Linked DNA regions of Gossypium hirsutum: region 2 is linked to region 1. The links are chromatin contacts, called in public Hi-C maps. All regions are on one chromosome and are shown on one strand. Each heading gives the region's core, a stretch centred on a gene start, on an enhancer-like site or on the middle of the called end of the contact. The rest is flanking DNA. Distances are from core to core; before and after follow the strand shown.

Region 1 (4,750 bases), core at 467-2,966:
CCTATATGGAAAGATAATGATTGAATTGACTCGATTCAGAAATGAAATGCAATGTTAATTAATGTGTTAAATTGGATAGAATTGTGAACATTAATGATATTCGTATGATATATTCAACTGGCTTACTAATTGAGGTAATATATATAGTTGGTTCATTTGACATAATTGGGGTATCTTATGGCATATACATGTTTTGTGGATTGAAGATTAGCATGATTTTCATATGAATTTTTTGATAATGGTATTTTAATTGGATGTATGCAATTGGTATAAACTTGTATTGCTTTGTCTTGAATTATGGAAATACCAATGAGCTTTATCGCTCAGTGTACAATTTGTTTTCCCCACACAAGTGTAAGTACATCCCAAGGTCCCAAGAAATGATTTTAGCATCCAACCAGAAATCCCCAACTCATCAATATTTGTAAAATATCTTTTGTTTGTTATATGTCATATACCTAGCCTGAGTCGGTTTGTTTATTATATGATCAAGTCACATTAGGAGTTAGAATGATGAATTAGAAATGGTTAAATGGTTGGACTGTATGGATGAACTAGGCAATTAAATGCTTTGTATGAGAAGATGAAATACTTGTGTTCATACTCAATTGTATATGTCCATTTGGTAATGTTTTGAAGTTCATGATTATCAAATATGAAATTGAATGATTATGAATTACAAATGATCATGTTAATGATGAAACATATTGGAAATGTATGTTTGAAATGACATTTTGGTTGAAATGGAAATTAATATTGATGGAAATGAATGATTAGGTGAAACAGGTTGGTGCCATTTTGGCCATTTTAAAAATAGATCGTTACGTCGTGACGTAGAGCATTTATTATTGCAATGAGATCAAGTTAGTATGTTGTATCGCGAAGAGGTACCCTGAAGTTGCAGCGTCAACCTGAAATTTTGAAAATATTACAATTTAGTTCTAATTCGATATCGGGTTAACAATAAAGCTTTCAAAAGCTTGTATAAGATCCGAAAATGATTACGTATTGTATTATACACATATTTTACTTATATTTGAATCTTTAATTGTTTTAAAAATGAAATATAATTTTATCGTAGTTGCTCCGGCAACGAATGTGGCACCTTGTAGCTCAGACCCGATGATTGGGTTAAGTATCGAGGTGTTACAATCACAAAATATATACAAATACTCAAAAAACTCATATAAACATGCTTAGAATGGAAAATCACTAAGGGACTTGTGAGGAGAAGCATAAAGTGCACTAATGTGCCAAGATACTAAGAGAAAATAATATGGCATATTAGAAATTTTGGTAAATTCTTAGATACTAATTTTGGTAAAGTCTTAGAAATTTTTGTGTAACTTTAGAAATTTCAATAATTTATTAGAAATTTTGGTAACTACTTAGAACTTTTTGTAAATCCTTAAAAAATTTGGAATTTCCTTATAAATTTTGGTAATATACAAAATTAATTTCCAACCCTAAATAATATTTAATTACAGAGTAAATTTACTATTATATATTAGTTTCCATGTCATCTTATTTTAATGCATTAAGAAAATATATTTAAATATGTGATATAAACCAAATTCTATTACCAATCTGGATAAAAGAAGAACTTAGATACTAATTTGAAAATTGAAACAAAATTTAGATACTAAAAATATAATATCCCTTTATATTTTTCTTTTCCCGTTAGCATTTGAAGGGAGCTTAAGGAAATCTCATTGTGAGGAGCGTTCCCCGAAACGTGTGGTGAAGTGGCTTTATAACAGTTTAGTAGTGTGACGTGGCTTAATAACACTCACACTGTTCACGCTCCACTCTCTGTCTCAGTTCACGCGCCCTCCCATTTCATTTCGTCTTCGTGATAGAAGCAAGAGAGCCAGGAAAAGAGTGTAAAAGAGATAAAAAAGAAAGTTAAAACAAAAAGAAAAAAGAAAATTCTCAATCCAAAGTCCAAACTAGGGTTAGGGTTATCCCTAATCAGGATAACGATTTCCACGCTCGATTCTTCCAACTGATAAATTAAACATGGGCGCCAATTCGTCACCAACAGACTTGACCACTGATCTCGATGAGCAGATCTCGCAGCTCATGCAGTGTAAGCCACTTTCGGAGCAGCAGGTACCTTAATTTTTTCTCTATCTGTTTGTTTCCAAGAAAGTATCGAAATTTACCAGGAATTAATCCAATAATATATTTTTAAAATTTGTGAATAATCGATTAGGCTCTGATTTGTGAATAGTGTTATTGCAATATTTACTGCTAATTCTTTTTTTCTGTTTAAATTTCAATTCAGAGTTATGAACAAAAAATGCAGCTTCTTTTTCTTCTTCTTTAAAGCAGGGAAAGAAAATGATTTATTTTTATTTGATATAGGTAATTTCAACATAACTCGGGGTATTTGCTCGGAATAAGTGTTGTGGGTTTAAATTTTATACTTGTTGCTCGTGGAGTTTTCTTCGTTTCATCTTATTTGTGTTGTTTTAATTTGGGTCAATGGAAGCTTGTCTTTTTCTGTCTTGTGTTGTGGAATATAACTTTTAATAACTCTATTTTTTTCTCATATTGTATTGTTTAGGTCAGAGCATTGTGTGATAAGGCAAAGGAAATACTGATGAAAGAAAGCAATGTCCAGGTTTATTATCTTAGTCTGGCTTGTGTTTCAGGCATCTATGTCTATATTTGTTTATTTATTGGCGTATTTTGGAGGTGTTGAGATTGCTCCTCCGTAAACTGGGAAAGCATTGATTTTTTTTTAACAGCCTGTGAGAAGCCCGGTGACAATTTGTGGTGATATCCATGGGCAGTTTCATGATCTTGCAGAACTTTTTCGAACTGGAGGGAAGGTACTTGTTCTGACTTTGACTGTTGATTTTTGTATTCAGTTCTGTTTCAGCGGGGAATGTGTAAAATAATTAGTTGAGACCTCAATCTTTTTGAAGTTGGAGCTCTCCAGAGGTATCTTGATTGATCATATTTGTAATGCGAATATTTTTAATTTATGCTCTTTTGCATGCATTGACATGTGAGCTTTTTGTCTCCACCCTCCAGCACTTTCATGCATAAGTGTTCTGTTTTAATAAAATTTGTCTACTTAATCTTTTACCTGTTTTTGCCATTAGATTGTGCTTTATCAGTGTCATTCATGCATTTTTAGGACGCTTTTCAACTAGTTATATGCTTTTCCCCTATCTGTTACACAATTTAGCTTCATGATTGGTCTTTCCTTTGAGCGAATCCCTTAATGTGTTTTATCCTACTTGGCAGTGCCCTGATACAAACTACTTGTTTATGGGAGATTATGTGGATCGTGGATACTATTCTGTTGAAACCGTTACGGTATGTACATCTTAAATTACGAATTTCCTTTTTCAGCCATTGTCATGAAATTTTGTGTTCTGCTTCTGCTAAAGTAGAGGCAGAAATAACATATTTAGATAACAATTTTAAGGGTTCTAAGTGCTAGTTGTGTGAATGGAATTTGACCGCATCCTGCTATCAGGACCAGGAAAAACATCTACCTTGGTTTAAACTCAAAAGCCTTCAACACTAAGAATTTGAAATGCCTTTGCCTTTTTGAAGATTTCAGTTGTTGTTGGGCCAATAATTCTGGGTAAAGAGAGGGTGGGATCATTAGATCTTTGTTCGGATAGGAGTTTTGGATCTATAATTACTGCACTATCTCCTATCACTTTTGGTCTCTATCTTGAAGGACTTTTAAATTCGATGTAGTACAGGAGGAATATGATGCGGAGCCTTGTTTTTTAGCAGTTTATCATTGCTTTCCACTTCAATGATAGTATACTCCATGCTAGATATTTCTCAAAACACCGGAGTTGAATGATGTTTCGTACTGTTACTTTTTCTGTTCATAAAGATGAATATTATATCACACTCACAGACAGTTTTGCATTTCCTAGCATAAACTTTGTAAGTAGAGATCAATAGCAAACTTAAGTCATTCACATTTTCTATTTAGATGATACTGATTTTTTCTTCTTTCAGCTGTTGGTGGCTTTAAAAGTTCGTTATTCACAGCGGATTACCATTCTCAGAGGAAATCATGAAAGCCGCCAGGTATGAAATTTACCTTTTCTTCCAGGCCTTCACTCCTTTTCCAAACAAGTGCACATATGCCAAAGTTTGGCTTTTTATGGTGTTATATTTTTGCAATTTGCACATCTGAGTCTTAGCAAAGAGTTTGATATGAACTCTTGACTATCATAGGAAATTTTAAGCTAATTCTTGAGCCTTTCCTTTTTGGCAGATCACTCAAGTTTATGGGTTTTATGATGAATGTCTTCGGAAGTAAGTTCAATACACAACATCATTTAAAGGGCTGTAGTATTATGAGCCATCAGTGTACTGGCTTTACTAAATGTTTTCTTATTCTTTATCTTTTCAATGATATTTTCAAATTACTCTTTTTTCCAGTTAAGGAAAAAAAGTAGTATTGTATTTGCTTTACGTGGTATGATATACTAGATTTAAGTATCTGGAGGTAATACTCTTAAAATAAATTGCAGATGTGGAGGCAATATAGTTGCTGCTTCCTTTTGCAAATCAATGACAATACTTTTTGTGGTGATTTACTTATAGGTATGGCAATGCTAATGTTTGGAAGATCTTTACAGACCTTTTTGACTATTTTCCATTAACTGCTTTGGTGAGTAAAACTAGTGCAAGGTGCATATTAATTTGAATTAATTGCTTTAGTCTTGGTGTTATTTGACGTTTATGCTTAAATGGGCTTCTATTT
Region 2 (5,062 bases), core at 838-3,337, 200 kb after region 1:
TATCCCCCATGATTGCTTTTTCCTTGTCAATCACTGTTACTAGATCTACCTTCACTAAAGGACAAACTTGCTTTGCAAGACTTGCTCCAAATTTCTAGTATCTTCATTTTGCTTCATTTTTTGCTTATGGATTTGGAGAGAACCCACAAGTTCATTGATAAATATTTGTGACAAACCTTTTGATTCTTTTATGGAGAGAACCACATAATCAAATTTACGTGTCAACGATTGCAAATTCTTTTCCATTATCCTGAAATCATCAAGAATTTCTCCATTTCATTTCATTTCATTCACCAACTCTTTCACTTAAGTAATGTAGTAATCAACGTTCTCTGAACTTTTCATTTTTAACATATTAAATTCAAATCTAAGTGATTCGAGACGTACCTTTTTGGCCTTTTCAACTCCTTGAATGGATTTTTTCAAAATAACCCATATTTCTTTGATGCTTCCCATCTGAATTTTTTTCAAAGGTTCATCCATCAACTCATTGAAAATTAAAGCATAACTCCTTAACCTTTTTTTGAGCTTCCTTCAATGCTCTTCTCTCTTCATTTGTTAAATTTGCTTCAACATTATCTGTCTCGACATATCTTTTTCCAACAATATCTAACAATCTTGAGATCCAAGCAAAACCTTCATTCGAATACTCCAATTACCATAGTTTGTCTTCGTTAATTTTGAAAATTGTGATTGAATCATATTCACCATCATGAAGTGAGCACAAATCTAACTTGGATAACACTCGTTAAAAGTGTAGTGGACGCTAAAACCAAAATAATTTCAGTACTCAATAAAATAAGTCATTACAACAAAACAAATATATAAACTTTCCTTTATTTACTAGTTGTTGCTAGTATTGTTCTTTATTTTCAATTCTCGCCCACTTACTCTACCACACACACTTCTATTTCTCACTCTTTTATTTTTATTTTTTTGCTTATACACACTCTACACACACTACACTTACATGTTTATAGGCTTAATAAGCCACCTAAAACCCTTCCAACAAATCTAATTTGCTATAGTTTTTATTCACTAATATTATTTATTTATAAATAATGCTTCAATTAAGTTCATGCCACATTTCCTAACTCCATGCCACCTTGTTTTTGCCCATAAATTGTCAACTTAAAACCATCATACTTTTGCCACTTTACAAGCCAACTCATAATCTTATCCCCATCCTTTATCAACTTAAAGTCGGTTTGACTCAACAATAAGATCATGCTATTGCAAGTTTCATTAAAGCTTTTTACCATTTTCAACCAAGGTTAATGTATGAAAGATGCATTATAACAAAAAAGATTGGGTTCTTTGATTTGAAAACACTAGCTCTTTGAAGAGCTTTATCATATTCGCTAGAAAAAGTTCTTATTCCCCTAAAGAGATTGTTTAATAATGATTTTATAATTTTTTAAATAATTTTTATTATTGGAAATTTTTTATAATTTTTATAATATTTCTAGAAATTTTATTAATATTTTTTTTATAAATTTTGATTATTTTTTATTTTTTTTACTTTAAAGATTTTTTTAAAAATTTTTTAGAATTATTGTTAAGAAAAATGTTAAAAGTATTAATATGATGGTTTAGCTATATTTTTAGAACAATGATATTTGAACTAGACCGGATTAGACCAAAAACTAGTTAGGGTACCAATCAAGAGAATAATATCGGACCAACTAAACCAAAAACGAAACAAATGGTTGAATCAGCTAAAAATCGGCTGAACCTGATTTTTACTTTTTATGAATTTTTAATAATTTTTTAATTGAGCTAATTGAATTGGTGGCCTAATTGGTTCGACTACCAGTTCGGTTCTAAAAACATTGGATTAGAGGCTAAATTAGCTATTAACTCATTAAATTAACATACCACATCCTTTTAACGGAAGCTATAAGATAGTGATCAAAATATAATAACTCAATAACTGGAGTGACCATTATGTAATTTTTAAAAGTTGAGTGGCTGAAACATAATTTTAAATACAATTTAGGGACTGTTGGTGTAGTTTACCCAAGAAAGTAAAAAAAAAAAGACACCCACGTGTGCGATCATACTTAAAGAGCCGAAAACCCTAATCAAAACGTCACCTTTTATGTATAAGATTTATAAGAGAAAGGCCTTTGTCTTCTAATTTCCTCATTCCGCACTTCGGTTCTCTCTCTTTGCGGCATCTATCATAGGTATGGCGACAGCCATTGTAGCCCCTGCCACCGCCTCACTGCAAGATCCAACCAAGTCTCACCCTGACGTCAAGCTCTTTAATCGCTGGAGCTTCGAGGAAGTTCAAGTATTTCTTTTTCTTTTTCCCCCTTTTGCCTCTCTATGCATACATTTCTTTTTTCATTCTCTTGGCTTTGTTTTTTCTAGATTTTATATGAAATGTTCCGTTTTAGCATGTTCTCTATTTTTTTGGTCTTTTCAAGTCGAGTGGATCTACTAGGACTAATTAATTGTATACAGGGATTCTGTTTTCGTAGAGAATCGGTCTTGTTGTTTTTAACTTGATATTATTTGTTAGATCATCTTGTTGTGACTGAACATCTATATTGTTGTTCTCTGATTTGAAGATTTTACTTGTTGTCTTAGATGTTACTGATATTCAGTTTGACAATTATGTTAATCCTAAATGTTTGTCTTCATGTTTGTAAGAAATTGGTTAATTTTAGGTTAGATTATTTGGATAAGATGATCGTATTAGATTGTCTTTCGAATGCTTAAAGACTCCTGAAGATTCGAAAAAATTAGGTTCCTCAACTTGCTGTTCCCTTTGATAACTCCAATCGTTAGCCCTGGTCCTTGATGTGAATGATTTATCTATTTTAGGTTTCTGATATCTCTTTGAGTGACTACATTGGTGTTCAACCTTCCAAACATGCAACCTATGTGCCACACACTGCTGGGAGGTACTCAGTTAAGCGTTTTAGAAAGGCTCAGTGCCCCATTGTTGAGAGGCTTACAAACTCATTGATGATGCATGGCCGAAACAATGGAAAGAAACTTATGGCAGTCAGGATTGTGAAGCATGCTATGGAAATTATTTATCTCCTGACTGATCAGAACCCAATTCAAGTCATTGTTGATGCCATTATCAACAGGTGGCCTATATAACCTTTAAGAATTTCCTTTTTCAAATGTATCACTAGCTGACTTTAATCTTTAAAGTAGCAGATGATGTTAATTAAAACATCTTCCGATTCTGGGTTATCTTTGTTGGATCAATCTTTGATAATCCTTGTTGATTTTTTATTGATATAACAGTGGACCTCGTGAAGATGCTACTCGTATTGGTTCTGCTGGTGTTGTGAGGCGCCAGGCTGTTGATATTTCTCCTCTTCGTTGAGTGAATCAGGCCATCTATCTCCTTACCACTGGTGCTCGTGAGTCTGCATTCAGAAACATTAAAACTATCGCTGAATGTTTGGCTGATGAGCTTATTAACGCAGCAAAGGGATCATCTAACAGGTAAATAACAGCCTTTGAACTCCCGTGCTTGAACCTTATTTTGCTTTGAAACTAGGAACTGTCCTTGCAATCCCATTTATTTACTACTGCTTGCTTCATCATACTCGCGTTGTTTGTGCAGCTATGCCATCAAGAAGAAGGACGAAATCGAGAGAGTTGCCAAGGCCAATCGTTGAGGAATTGGTAGGACTTTGCATAAACCATGGCAGTGGACACTTTTGTTTTTTATTCAGTACTTTATAAGTTACCTATTTTGTGTTCCGAACATAATATGAATGTTCTGTTATTTAAGTTGAGATGTTATTGAAGAAAGCATATCCTGTTTTGGTTATATACGCTGTACTTATTTTGCCATGGTTTGAAGCTGTTGAGTTCATCTTTGCTGCAAACAAAGAGATGAGAGTGCTTGATGTGGTTGTTTGACCACATTAAATCGCCCTGCCTGTTGCTGATAATTAGTACTTAAAAAAGAGACAATTAAAGGAAGAAATCAAATTGAGTTTTTCCAATTATTGAGCAGATGAAATTATACAAGTCTTTCAAAAGTATTGTTATGAATTTCTAACCCAGCCAATGGAAACAAAGAAAAAATATTAATTGGAGCAATTGTACAAAATTCTGTTTGAAGTTAAATACAAAGGCCGTAACACTATTGAAATCAAGCCTTTCAACCTGCATTAACAATGGAAGAGACTGCAGTTCATCAACGTCAAATTTTATATGTTTTATGAACATGATTCACTCTATCTACAGATAAAGAAAGATAAATTTTTTTGAAACTTTATACTACAGAAGTCGATTTAATAATCCCCGTCCTAATACTGCTTATGTTGTTTGGCTTGTTTCAGTTGGAAGTTCAGTTTTTGATGTATCCTGATCTTTACCAGAGAGAAAATAGAGGTTTAGTAGTCTTAAAGACCGTCAGCAATGAGAATCCATGCAACACAACTCTCTAAAGCTGATCAGGTATAAATTGACAATCCTGATTTAAGAGTTGGATCCCTCTATTTTAAGAATGAGCAAATATCTGAATTCAGTTGCAGTTGTACACAGCCATAACCATTCCTCCGCCAGTATTTGATATACAAGACAAAAGCATAAACTGACCAATCAAAAAGACAGAAAACTCTTTATCTTTCGAGGACAAATTGTTATATGTAAGGAGTTTTCAATCAGACAGTTTAAATGTGTTATAAGCAAATTCCGACGGATCTTGGCTTCATACCTCTAAGAGTGTGTCCCTTCTGCCAATCTTCACTGGATTCAGCCTTCAGTCTTTCAAGGGTAATTGATCCTCAGTACCAAAATTTGAGATTGTACACTTCTAAACCTGGAAGTCCATGATGCAGGGATAGATTACTACAGACAAAGGCTGCTCGTTGCATGATTTTGTCATGAATTCTGCCTTGATTCTCCTGAGAGATGGTTAGTGAAAGCTTAATAATGACCTCCATCTTTATTGAATGATATTGACGATTAGACTTTCTTGCGTTGCACCCTTGGCATCATTTTGAGGTCCACGATTAGGAGCAGAACTAGACCCCACCGATCTCATTTCGGCATGAACTCTCCTAGCATGCTGCAAATGGTT

The links. A called contact is a pair of places that touch in the nucleus more often than the background predicts.
Region 2: a Hi-C map of leaf shows a contact between it and region 1, with 1.9 times the contacts expected there. The contact joins the promoter of LOC107899201 here to the promoter of LOC107899208 in region 1. A contact is called at or near these places in 4 of 34 Hi-C or Micro-C datasets (anther, callus, hypocotyl and 1 more).

The regions. Positions count from the first base shown.
Region 1 is chrD04:31,294,831-31,299,580 of Gossypium_hirsutum_v2.1, forward strand. It overlaps LOC107899208 (serine/threonine-protein phosphatase PP2A-4 catalytic subunit), which reads left to right and starts at 1,717. Exons shown (of 11, transcript XM_016824852.2): 1 at 1,717-2,112; 2 at 2,570-2,626; 3 at 2,754-2,837; 4 at 3,259-3,330; 5 at 3,997-4,068; 6 at 4,259-4,299; 7 at 4,591-4,657. The coding sequence starts at 2,020.
Region 2 is chrD04:31,494,306-31,499,367 of Gossypium_hirsutum_v2.1, forward strand. It overlaps LOC107899201 (40S ribosomal protein S5), which reads left to right and starts at 2,088. Exons shown (of 4, transcript XM_041091260.1): 1 at 2,088-2,296; 2 at 2,833-3,104; 3 at 3,268-3,471; 4 at 3,593-3,802. The coding sequence starts at 2,192. The coding sequence ends at 3,349. LOC107899200 (cold shock protein 1) reads right to left here. Exons shown (of 8, transcript XM_016824839.2): 8 at 4,455-5,050. The coding sequence ends at 4,928.